4 separate regions of the Mus musculus genome follow, and all the other regions are linked to region 2. A link is a contact called in public Micro-C and promoter capture Hi-C data. All regions are on one chromosome and are shown on one strand. The core of a region is the stretch at or near the end of the contact, and the rest is flanking DNA. Distances in the headings are between cores, read along the strand shown. Region 1 overlaps Pcsk6 (proprotein convertase subtilisin/kexin type 6). Region 2 holds the start of Tm2d3 (TM2 domain containing 3). Region 3 overlaps Pcsk6 (proprotein convertase subtilisin/kexin type 6). Region 4 holds the start of Tjp1 (tight junction protein 1).

Region 1 (2,700 bases), core at 175-2,674, 320 kb after region 2:
CTCATCTCTCATGCATCATATAGCTTTAAAGATGCACACAGCAAGAGTATTAAAACTATAAGAAGGAAGAGCAAGCTTACATACGATGGCAAAGGCTATGGAGTGACTAACTACGACTAGAGATAGAACCATCCATGAGGCTGATAGGAGGTTTGAACACCTGCTCCGTGTGTGTGTGTGTGTGTGAGGAGCCAGTGTGCTCTTAAGTTCTTAGGTTCAGTTTCAAATTTGTTCTATTAATGAAATCAGTTCTGTAATTAGGAAGAAAACTCCAGGCCAGGAGGAGTCTCTGGCAAATTCTACTAAACTTGTAAGTGAAAAATAGTGCCAGTGTTCCATAAGCTCTTCCAGACAGCAGCAAAGAGGAGCAGTATCCAACTAGTGTGACAAAGCCAGTATAACTGTGGCAGCTGACTCCACAACCCACCCTGAGAACGCAGACTTCTAAGCCAGTTTCAAAAAAAAAAAAATGCAAGTCGCTATCAATAAACAAAATCCAATTGCATTTGTAAAGAGACGCAATTCTGATCTGCTTTTCTTGTCATATTTTGGATTAATTGAATACTTTTTATATTGTGTTATTTCCAGCATCGGCTTCTTAACCATTCTGAGCCGTTGCTGTAGGATCGCTAAATCACCAACTGCTTTCCAGTTCCGTTAGAACGGACATAAAACGCCACACTCACCGCTAATGCAAAGGCCTAGTTTCTATCCTAGTTTACCTCAGCAGTGCTGGGGGGGGGGGGGGGCGCCCTGTACATCTCTGGGAATTATAACTCCTTCTTTCGGTGTAAATGTTTGGGTTTTTGTTTTGTTTTGTTTTGTTTTTCTTTAAGATGCCTTAAAGAAATAAAGAAGAGGCACTAGGGAGATTGCTCAGTCAGCGAAGTACCTGCCAAGCAAGCATGGGACCTCAGTGCAGATCCTCCAACACTCATGCTTCAAAAAAGGGTGTGTGTGGGGGGGGAGGGGGGGAACACAGTGACACATGCCAGTAACCCTTGTGTCACGGAGGCAGAGATAGGAGGATGGGGCTCACTGGCAGGCTAGTCTTGCCAAATGGGTGAGCTCCAAATTCAGTGAGAGACCTTGTTTTAAAAAGTGAGATGGAGAGCCACAGAAGAGGACACCAGACAGAGACAGTCACCCACAGAAAGAGAAAGAGGGAGGGGAAAAAAACAAGAGAGGGAAAGCCCCCGTGCTTCCATGTCTGCCACACACCTGCCATTTCCTGCTGCTTTTCCTTCGTCTCTTTCTAGATGCACAGTCTCACCTGGTGCCATTTTCCCCTCCGCTTGAAGAATTCTCTTTTCTGTTTCAAAGACAGGACTCCTATGTAGCTAGTTAACTAGCTTGTCAGCAAGTAACTAGCACTCCTCCCGCCTCCACCTCCCGAGTGCCAGAATCACAGGTGTGTTCCTTCCACATCGCTTGGCATGCTGGTTTGTTGGCAGTAAATTTGTTCAGCTTTGCTTGCTATCCTTGTAAGTGCCTTTTTATAACCTGTTTTGGATTAGGTATAGAATCTGGTTTGGCAAAATGTTTTGTTTAATCTCGGCACTTTGAAGATACTACGTCTTCATCTGACCTCCGTTGTTTTCGGTGGAAAAAGCTTGCATTTGTCATGTGGACGTTACTTACGCCTGAGCCAACTAGTACGTACGTACACTCACACACTCCCCTGCCCACATTATACAAGCTCGAAAGTCTGCTGTATGCAAAATGAGTAAACAGACGAAAGGCACATTTCCATATTCCAGGGACATAGGAGAACTCCGATCCGCTTTGTATTGCCTCCCTAGGAAATATGAGAGGACGCCCAGGAACTCGCCAGGCGTTTGAGGGACTTATCCAATATTAAAGCAGACACCAGCTCTAGCAGAGACTAAACTTGGCAAGGGAAGCGGGCAACTCAGGCAGCAAGTGGAAACTTTAGAGAGCTGCAAAAAACAAAACAAAAAAAAAAAACGGCGGCAGCGGCAACAGTAGAAAAGGAGCCAGCTGCTATAGTTTTTACATGAACACTGGAAGATAAATGCCTTTAAAACCTAAATATGAGACAGAAATTTAAAAAAAAATCCAATCTAGAGTCCAACTGAGTGTGGCAGCATACCCCTGTGGTCCCAGCTGCTCAGTGGGCTGAGGCAGGAGAACCATTTCGTCCCAAGTCCAAAACAACGCAACATAGTGAGTTGTTTTTTTTTTTTTTAAAGAAAAAAAATCAGTAAGTAAGTCAGACAGATTAGAGGTATTACTCTCAGAAAATGAGATGAGGGTGTAGAAGAAATGCTGCAGGACTTATGTTAGGACAGGAAGGAAGGTGAGGAGCTAAGCACGTGCAGGATCCTGTGAGAGAACTGGGCTCTCACATCCAAGGAGGGAAGGCACCGGGCACTATTTAAAGTCAAGGAAGGGGAGCCATGCAGGAGAACTTTTGGAATCTGGGGTAAATGCCAGGAAAGGCTGTCCAGAGCATTAAAGGAAGCTATATGTTGTGACCAATGGAACCCCAAGAGATGGGGACAAAGAAAGGGCTGCTCTGTGTTATAAACCTTAGAGCATCATCTGGCTTTTCAAACTATTAATTTACTCTATTCCAGATAGCTTTCCCACGGGATGTGATAGCACATGCCTGCCATCCCAGAACTGGGAGGTGAGGACAGAAAGGTGCCAGTACCCTGAGCTTACATGGGACACCAT
Region 2 (2,700 bases), core at 63-2,562:
CCATTGTTGGACGCTTGCCTGGAGTTGAACCACTGCTTTCCTGGGGTGTTTCACTTGTATGTTGAATCGAGTATATTTCTGATTTTTTTTTTTTTAAATCAAGACTGGGTTTCACGATGTAGTTCTGGCTGGCCTAGAACTCACTGAGATTTGCCTGTCTGTGCCTCTGGACTGCATTTCTGATATATTTAAATTATTTTTATTTTGTGTGCATGGGTATTTTGTCTGTTGTCTGGGCACTGCAAGAGTGTCTTGTGCTTATAGAGGTCAGAAGAGGGTGCCAGATTCCTGGAACTGTAGTTCTGGGTGATTGTGAGCCGCAGGTGGGTGCAGGGAATCAAATCTAGGTCCTCTGGAAGAGCAGCCAGTGCTCCTAACTGCCGACTCAGCTCTCCAGACCCTGTAGTTCCGATTTCAACCTTATTGTCTTGGCACTTAATTAAAATACCGTTATGCCAAAGAGAAATTAGTTACAGATTTATTTCACTAGGTGCAGCAGAATTCAAATTAGATGCAGAGAAGCATCAGTCTTTGATATATTATTGATTCTCCTGAACATGAAGAGTGAAGCATCATAGATGAAACCAGTGTGAGGGTGTAGGGTGCGAATTGTAACCATTTTTAAAGCTAACATTTACTGCAGGATTGTTGTGCGCCGAACACCATTTCATGTACTTTTTCACTTATCAGATGTGCAAGTGGGAATTTGGGGACCCCAAAGTGCAAGTCAACAGAGAGAGACATACCAACAGCATGCTTCCTGAAGTATATGCCATAGAAACAACGTAGGTTGCAGAGAGCAGCTCCCCCTCCTCGAGGTTGCTCTCCTGGCCAGTTTGGGGTTGGACTCTGCTCCTACGTGAAAATTCCACACACTTGGCTCTTGTCCCAGGCCCTGAGACCTAACCTGTTTTTCCAGTCTCAGAGGAACTCTAAACTCCGCGTGTCCCCCAACAGGCTGTGGTAAAACCTAAGGCAGGAGCCCTGGGTCCTGGTGCATGGGACTCTTGGAGCTGCTTCCCTGGCTTCATGGGTCAGCGGAACTAAAATGGGCTAACCACATCGCATCACAACCGTTTCCCAGACTCCCAATGGAAAGAGAAGGGCATCTCTTCAAAGGCAGTGAGGGGCTATTCTGGTCCGAGCTACTTCCTGCTGCTGCGGGTCCCCAGTTTCATTCATTTCCCTTGGCCAACAGCACTCAGAGCACGGCGACAAGGAGACCACCCAACCTCCGAGCTGGGAAGCAATGACACCCGCCGGCGGCGCCCCGCAGCAGTGCGCCTGCGGGCCGCGCCCGGACACGCCCCCTTCGGCGCGCCCCCACCACAGCCCCGCCTCCTGGCCCGGAAGTGCGCACGCGCAGCGACAAAAATGGAGGCTGCGGCCGAGCCGCTGCGGTCTGTCCGCCACCTGTCCCGCGTGCTGCTTTTCCTGTCCCAGTGCTACATTCTGTCGGGAGATGGTGAGTTCAAGGCTGGGGGCCGCACCGGGTGAGCTGGTGGCAAGGGGGTCCCCGGAGCCGCAGGAGGCCGGCGACCGACGCCTGGGCGCCGCAGCCCGAGGCCGCAGCACTGCGCTCCAGCCCGCCCCGAAAACCGGTGTTCCCTGAGTCGGTAGCCCAGAACCCCAGTCGACCCCGTCATTTCCGTTTCTTGAGCCGTAGATGCCCAGTGCAGCCCCTACCTGTTAAGCACACAAACCAAGGGTATCCTATCCCATGATAACATGCCTTTCTAATTGTAGGATCCTTAAATTTAGAGCATTCGCAGCCGCTGGCTCAGGCAATAAAGGATCCGGGCCCAACACGTACATTCTCTGTAGTTCCCAGGGCAGCAGGTACTAGACGTTTTCTATTCTAGTAAATGTGCATATTTATAAGGAGTAGTTGCCCGCCCCCCTTTGTTTTCGATACAGGTTTCTTTAGTATAAGAAGTCGCCTTTTGGTTTTGGCTGTTAGATGTGGTGTTGTTTAGATATGTAAATTAAGGGCAGACAGCCGCTTTCAGTAGACAGTTTTGGTCTTTTTGAAATCTATGACTTACCTCTTCATCCAGCCTTACAGGACTCTTCGTTTCTGTTTATTTTTTATTTTCCACTCTCTTCCAGTTCTTTAGCCAGTACTGTTTTCCCTTGAGTTAAAAACCAACCAACCAAACACCGAACTCTACAATGCTTCCCTAATGTTATATGATGTGCTGGGTTAAGAAGGTTGGATAGATACCTGGAGGATAATCCGGGTGAGATCGGGCTTTGAGGGATCTTTGTTTCCTCACCTTTGCAGCCACTGTAGTTATCTTGATTTAAGGCCTTTTCAGCCTTGTGATTTGAACCTTCCAACCTCGGGCCACATGGAGATAGGAACAATAGTGGGAAATGGTATTTATAGCGTTAGCCACTTCATGTCACTTCCAAGTATTCCTGTTTTGCTAACTGTCCGCTAGCTCTTTAGGTTCATCTGTTTGGAGTCCTATTATTTCAGGGATTGGACTTGAAACTGGCAGAGGCATTTCACAGATTTTTATTTCGACGTATATACTAACACCAGTATTTTCTAGAATTGGAGGGCTGAGGGTGTTGTCATTTTTGTGGTGGGGGCGCGCCGAAGGGGGCGTGTCCGGGCTTCATTTTTCCATCAGTAACTTTTGCTGGAAAGGACATTGGATTGGATTTGGAGAGCTGTGTGTTCTGGTTCCAGTT
Region 3 (2,700 bases), core at 64-2,563, 270 kb after region 2:
ATTCTAATCCTAAAACCCCGAATCCAGAAATATTCCAAAATCTGAATGTTCTTGCTCAGAAAGCTTCAGGTCTGAAGGAGTTTTGGAGTTTGGATTTTCAGATTAAAGACATTCAACTCATGAAGTCTTTACAGATACTCCAAAGTTCAAAATCTGTAATGCCTTTTAGCATTGTGGATGAGAATGCTCTGCTGTTCTGTCCTTTGCGGTTGGTGTGTTTCATTTAACATGATGTTATGGGTGTTTAACCGCGTTGTGCTCCATGTGGTTCCTACCATTTTAGGCTATTCTTGTAGTGGTTTCTTCTCTTCATAAAGCCCATTGTCTGCTCCTCTTTGTAGGACTGCAGGAGCTACATGGGCTCGAACTCTGTACTCATAACCATGCACCAAAGCTGTGCTCATGGGTCTGAGCTCTCCACTCATAACCACGCACCCAAACTGTGCCCTAGGCTGTCTTCTTTTTCCCTGAACCTTGCTTCCTAAACTGACAGTGACAAGGGACCAACTTGCCTAAGTCTCATGAAACCTACAGTTATAAATGTGTGAATGGGTCTGGCAGAAAAGGGTTAGCTGCATGTCTGAGTCATTTTTTCATTAGTGTGACAAGCGATTCATTTGGCTCACAGTTTGAAGGGATACGGTTCATCATGGTATAGACGTCATGGAGACCTGGGCTCTGTCTGTGGTGACAATGGCCTATGGCACAGCTTTTTACTTGGCAGATTAAGGAATACTTTTAGACCAGGCCTAAGTTATAACCTTTAAGGTCCATTCCTACAACCTCCAGTGACCTCTTTCTTGCTGACAGGCTCACTCTATGAGAGGTTCCACAGCCTCCCCCCTCAATCAATGCCATCAGCCAGTGACCAAGCACTCAAACTTGTGAGCCTGTGGGGGAACATTCCCCATCCAAATAAAAACACCTTGTGTGCAACTGTGGAGTCAGAAACAGTTTAGACATCAACTGTCACATAACAACCCAATCTTTTGTTCTAGATGAGTTTTTAAGTGATTCAGAGAGAATATTTGAGATGTGTAAATTCTTGTAATTATGCATGCTTGTATGCTGATTTCCATTCAGCTAAAGACCAAAATACTCAAATGCTACCAATTTAGCAAAAACAGCTAAATATTTTCAATTTCCAGCCCCCCCCACCAAATGTTAGCTTCTGTGTCCTGAGGCCCTGCAGTAATTAGTTACTTGTGTGGAAAGTTGTATTCTCATACTTAGCAATTCATCACTCTCTATTTTCCTCCATTCCTTATTGAAAACATGCAAGGAATTCTGTTAGTCAGACCTAAATAGAAAACACACCCTGCTTCATGACCAGTTGCCCCAAGAAACTTGCCTGCGAAGCGGTGGAAACTGACAGGGTTGGAGATGTGCAGGTATAATTCAAGCAAACCTCACTTAAGGGGGAGTTTACGGAGTTAGTATTGTTCTGGGGGGAGCAGTGGGGTCTAGTGAGTTTAAGACACTTGGACTGCAGTGTCCAGCAGGTCCAGGCAGCGTTGTCTCTGCATGGCCTTCTCCCGTCTCAAGGCATCATAGATGACAGTCCTAGGGCAGTGGTTCTCAACCAGTGGGTTTCAGTCCCTACAGGGGTCACATGTATGTTATGGGGGGGGGGTCAACACAACATGAGGAGCTGTATTAAAGAGTCACAGCATTAGGAAGATTCAAAACCACTATCCTAGAGGAAGACACGCCCAGTGGAGATGGGATGATCTGTGGACTGCAAGAAATAAGAATGAGGCTGGCAGAGGATCTAAGAATTCCTCTTAGTTCCAGTATAGATTTCAGATATTCCATCTCCCTGTGTTGTTGTTGTTGTTGTTGTTGTTGATGATGATGATGAAAACTGTTTTTGGACTGGGGCTATGGAGTGCTTCCCTGGAATGAGCCAAGCCCCGAGTTCAATCCCTGTATGGAAAGGAAGAAGGAGAAATCTACTTTAAACACTCACTGTATCTCAGACATCCCCGAGAGGAAAAGAAAAAAAGACTGTTTCATCCTAATGAGATAGAAAGTTTCTAGCATCTTCTTCCATGAGTCAAGCCCCGAGTTCAATCCCTGTATGGAAAGGAAGAAGGAGAAATCTACTTTAAACACTCAATGTATCTCAGACATCCCCGAGAGGAAAAGAAAAAAAAGACTATTTCATCCTAATGAGATAGAAAGTTTCTAGCATTTTCTTCCATGAGTCAAGCTCCAAGTTCAATCCCTGTACAGAAAGGAGGAAGGAGGAATCTACTTTAGACATTCGGTATTTCTCAGACATCCCCGAGAGGGGGGGAAATTTATCTCATCCTAATGAGAGTTTCTAGTATCTTCTTCCTGGCAGTAGTCTGAGTGACCCATGGAAATGGTCTTCAACTCATGTGACCCAGAAGACTCCAAAGAATCATCCACATTGAGGTGTCCACCTAAGGAAAACACTGAGTACCCAGGTTTTCAAGAATATCCATCTTTTAAAAGCACCCCCCATACCTGAAAGATGTCCTTTTTGCAGAAGCAGCATTTGTCCCCATGATGTTGGCAGTAGACTTGCCCGGGCTAGCCAGTGAGGCTGGTCACGAGATTGGTGGCCCCGGAAAGCATGCTGAGGTTTTCTTACACATATATAACAATGCTCTCGACAGTGCTGAACTCAGAGCTTCAGAGGCAGACAATGCTTTGCACACTGCATGCACAGAG
Region 4 (2,700 bases), core at 100-2,599, 320 kb before region 2:
CTGCCAAAGAAACAAGGTCCTGTCAAGAATTCAGAAATTTCCATCTATTCTCAAAGGTTATGATTAAGTATTTCAAATAGAAAACTACATAAAATCACCACCTGTTTAAGCTGTTTGAATAACGGATTGATTTTTCTCACACTGTATGTCTGTCATTGAAAAAGCAAGCACTTTAGGATTTTTTTTTAATTAAAACGTACAAAAGAAGGATTCTACTTCATCTTTAAGAATTTTAGCCTAATGTAATAATAATATAACACACTGTCAAGAAGCACACTTCAAAGCACACAGGAAAATAGGCAAGTTGTTTTGTGCAGAATTCACCGGGCTCTTTTGGTTTGCACCCATCTTACTGTCCATGTGTAGGGACACTTTGTGCTACTTCTGAAAGTTGAAATTAAAGTGCTTAAAAACTTTCCTCCTTCTGTGGCCTCACATAAATAATAAACCTCAAAATAAACCATAGCTACTCTAGAGCTGAGTGTTTTGCTGTCTCCAAGCTTTATCGCTGCCATTGCGCATACCGCAGCGGGTGACATCAGATCGAAACTATAGGGTTTCGTCGGGTACCAACCACTCCTCCAGAGCCAGCCCCGCGGCTACCCACCCACCCTCCTGCTGCAGCTGACACCCCCGGGTCTCCGCAGACACGCTCCCGGGACCTGAGAATCCTCACCCGGGGCGACTTTCCAGGCGCGGGACCTGTTGCACGTCGCCTCCCAGCGCGAGCCGGAGCCAGGCACCGGCAGCCGTGCACCTGCCCGGGCGGCAGGCGCACCCCCAGCCCGCCCTCCCGCCTTCCCTCACCGCCCCGCCGCGGTCGCCCCCGGCTGCCGCCGCGGGGAGGGCGGGGCGAGGCTCCCCCGCCGCCCCCCGCCGCCCAGCCCGCCGCCCGGCTGGCCGAGAGGTTCTCACCTTAGCGGCCGCGGCCCTGGCGGACATCTTGTCTCTCTCCGCGCCGCGCGAAGCTCCTCGGACCCGAAACTCCGCGCCGCCGGCCCGCCCGCTCCTCACGCCACCGTCCGCATAAACATCTCCCGGGGACGAGCGGGGCAGGGGCGGGGGAGGCCGGAAAGGCCCGGCCCACGGGGAGGGGATTCAAGTGGGACAAAAGTCCGGGAAGCGTCCGCCCCGCCCGGGCTTCTCCGCGGGGCACACCCGGCCGCCTGCTCGGCCTCCGCCGCCCTCCGCCGGCTCGCCGCTCCGCAGTACCCGGGCCTCCGGCTGTCCCCTACACCCTCGGGCGTCTCCTCCAAAGCCTGCTCCCGCACGTAACTTCCCCGGAACGCGCGGCCGCCGAGAGACGTGCCGTCGGCGGGCAGAGCCGTCGCGGGCAACTCAGGCGGCCACGCAAAACCTGCCGGACCGGGCCACTGAGCATGCCCAGCCGGCGGGGGCGGGGCCTCCGCGAGGGGCGGGGCCAGGCCGGGTCCGACCCCCGCGCGGAAGGAAAAGCTCGGCTACCCAAGTTACTTGCTAGGCGGTTTCCGCTGCCGCGCGATCCATCCTGTTTGTTTTTATCACAGATCCGGCAGAATTCGATTCACCCCCACCCCCGAGAACCCCAAACTCCTGTGTACTAAAGCTTTTTGACTCCCTACACAGACTTGTCTACTTTCTCCTCAACCAGCAACCCCAGATGGGCCCCACGCAGGAGTGTGACAATTAAGGTCGGCCTGGCCAATACCCAACTGTGGTTTCTTTAGCCTCGCAAGTAACAATGGTCACAACTGTCACCATGTGTCTCGGCACTGTTACCCCATTGGAGATATGTTTTTGTTTAAAGCACAACAGAAGCGTTCTAGAAGGCTCAGGACAAACCGACTGCCTTAAATAAACCAGGTACAAATCTGGACACTGAGATAATCCCAGCCCCCTTCTCCCGCCTCGCTAGACAGGGATCTCAATAGAATATTTTAGGCTATCAAGATTGCTGAAATTCTTGGCCCCTGAAGAGACAGAGCAGGCTGCCTGCCTTTCTAAACCAGAAAAGGATGTAAGGACACGCGGAATTCAACAAGTTCAATAGGCCACTGTGCAAACTTAGGCCAACTGTCTTGCTGAACCAAAAAAAAAAAAAAAAAAAAATTAGGTAGAAAACTATTTCGAGCTTCATTAATTTACATTCTGTATACTGCAAAGCTCTTAAGGAATATTAGAAAAATTTAGTAACATTAGATAACATCCTAAAGTACCTAGCATAGTGCTACAGTAGCCATACAAGGAAGAGGGAGACAGAAGCATCGGCTTTTAGACTATTGTTGTCTTTTGAGAATTCAACTATATGACCAATTTAAACCTAATTCTAACTTGGAAATATCCATACATGAAATGTAAACATCAATTAAGGTTTCAAAGTCAAGTATTTTGTAACTCTAAGCCAGCTGAACCAGAAAAGAGCATCGTGCAAACCAAACCCTGTTTCTCGGCATGTAGGAAAACAGTTAAAGTCAGTTTTGTTTTTTGTTTTGTTTTGTTTTAGTTGTGGTGTGTGTAGTTATTTCACAGGCAAAGTGTCCTGTGTTCTCTCAAAGGGGGTGATTAAATTTATCCTATGAGAAAACAGCATTATAAAAGACTTGGGTGTGCTGTGGCTGAGAAAGCGGTTCCTGAAGGACTTTCATACCAGGGAGGGCATTACCATTTAATAAGAGATGCACTCTGCAAACCTGCCTAGCAGTTTGATGCGCCTACTCCTTC

What was found. Promoter capture Hi-C pulls out the DNA fragments that hold promoters and counts their contacts. A called contact is a pair of places that touch in the nucleus more often than the background predicts.
Region 1: a contact with region 2 is called in a promoter capture Hi-C map of hippocampal neurons, with 4 times the contacts expected there. The contact joins the enhancer-like site here to the promoter of Tm2d3 in region 2. A contact is called at or near these places in 9 of 39 promoter capture datasets (the HPC-7 cell line, cranial neural crest, frontonasal cranial neural crest and 5 more), 1 of 15 datasets of contacts at CTCF or cohesin (the NIH/3T3 cell line) and 7 of 115 datasets of contacts at active chromatin or transcription factors (craniofacial prominence, embryonic basal ganglia, embryonic forebrain and 4 more).
Region 3: a promoter capture Hi-C map of liver shows a contact between it and region 2, with 5 times the contacts expected there. The contact joins the enhancer-like site here to the promoter of Tm2d3 in region 2. A contact is called at or near these places in 9 of 39 promoter capture datasets (the 3T3-L1 cell line, 3T3-L1-derived adipocytes, the HPC-7 cell line and 5 more), 1 of 15 datasets of contacts at CTCF or cohesin (the NIH/3T3 cell line), 1 of 484 Hi-C or Micro-C datasets (myocytes), 4 of 115 datasets of contacts at active chromatin or transcription factors (astrocytes, bone marrow-derived macrophages, fibro-adipogenic progenitors and 1 more) and 1 of 9 other capture datasets (adipose tissue).
Region 4: a contact with region 2 is called in a Micro-C map of embryonic stem cells, with 2.3 times the contacts expected there. The contact joins the promoter of Tjp1 here to the promoter of Tm2d3 in region 2. A contact is called at or near these places in 1 of 39 promoter capture datasets (cranial neural crest), 4 of 484 Hi-C or Micro-C datasets (LSK cells and embryonic stem cells) and 3 of 115 datasets of contacts at active chromatin or transcription factors (fetal liver, microglia and pancreatic cancer cells).

Annotation. Positions count from the first base shown.
Region 1 is chr7:66,007,292-66,009,991 of GRCm38.p6, forward strand. All of the region lies in intron 13 of Pcsk6 (proprotein convertase subtilisin/kexin type 6), which reads left to right. Among named protein-coding and RNA genes, the nearest start is that of Snrpa1, 52 kb to the right of the region's middle. Within about 2 kb of position 1,425, at least 14 of the 459 cell types and tissues checked have an H3K27ac peak or open chromatin away from gene starts, as enhancers often do. A contact at or near this core is called in hippocampal neurons, where this site is marked.
Region 2 is chr7:65,692,105-65,694,804 of GRCm38.p6, forward strand. Tm2d3 (TM2 domain containing 3) reads left to right here and starts at 1,313. Exons shown (of 5, transcript NM_026795.3): 1 at 1,313-1,465. The coding sequence starts at 1,375. Gm33234 (a long non-coding RNA gene) reads right to left here and starts at 1,338. Exons shown (of 2, transcript XR_391545.3): 1 at 747-1,338.
Region 3 is chr7:65,963,553-65,966,252 of GRCm38.p6, forward strand. The region is part of intron 9 of Pcsk6 (proprotein convertase subtilisin/kexin type 6); the gene reads left to right. Among named protein-coding and RNA genes, the nearest start is that of Gm51486, 34 kb to the left of the region's middle. Within about 2 kb of position 1,314, at least 3 of the 459 cell types and tissues checked have an H3K27ac peak or open chromatin away from gene starts, as enhancers often do.
Region 4 is chr7:65,369,895-65,372,594 of GRCm38.p6, forward strand. Tjp1 (tight junction protein 1) reads right to left here and starts at 1,350. Exons shown (of 27, transcript NM_001163574.1): 1 at 916-1,350. The coding sequence starts at 942.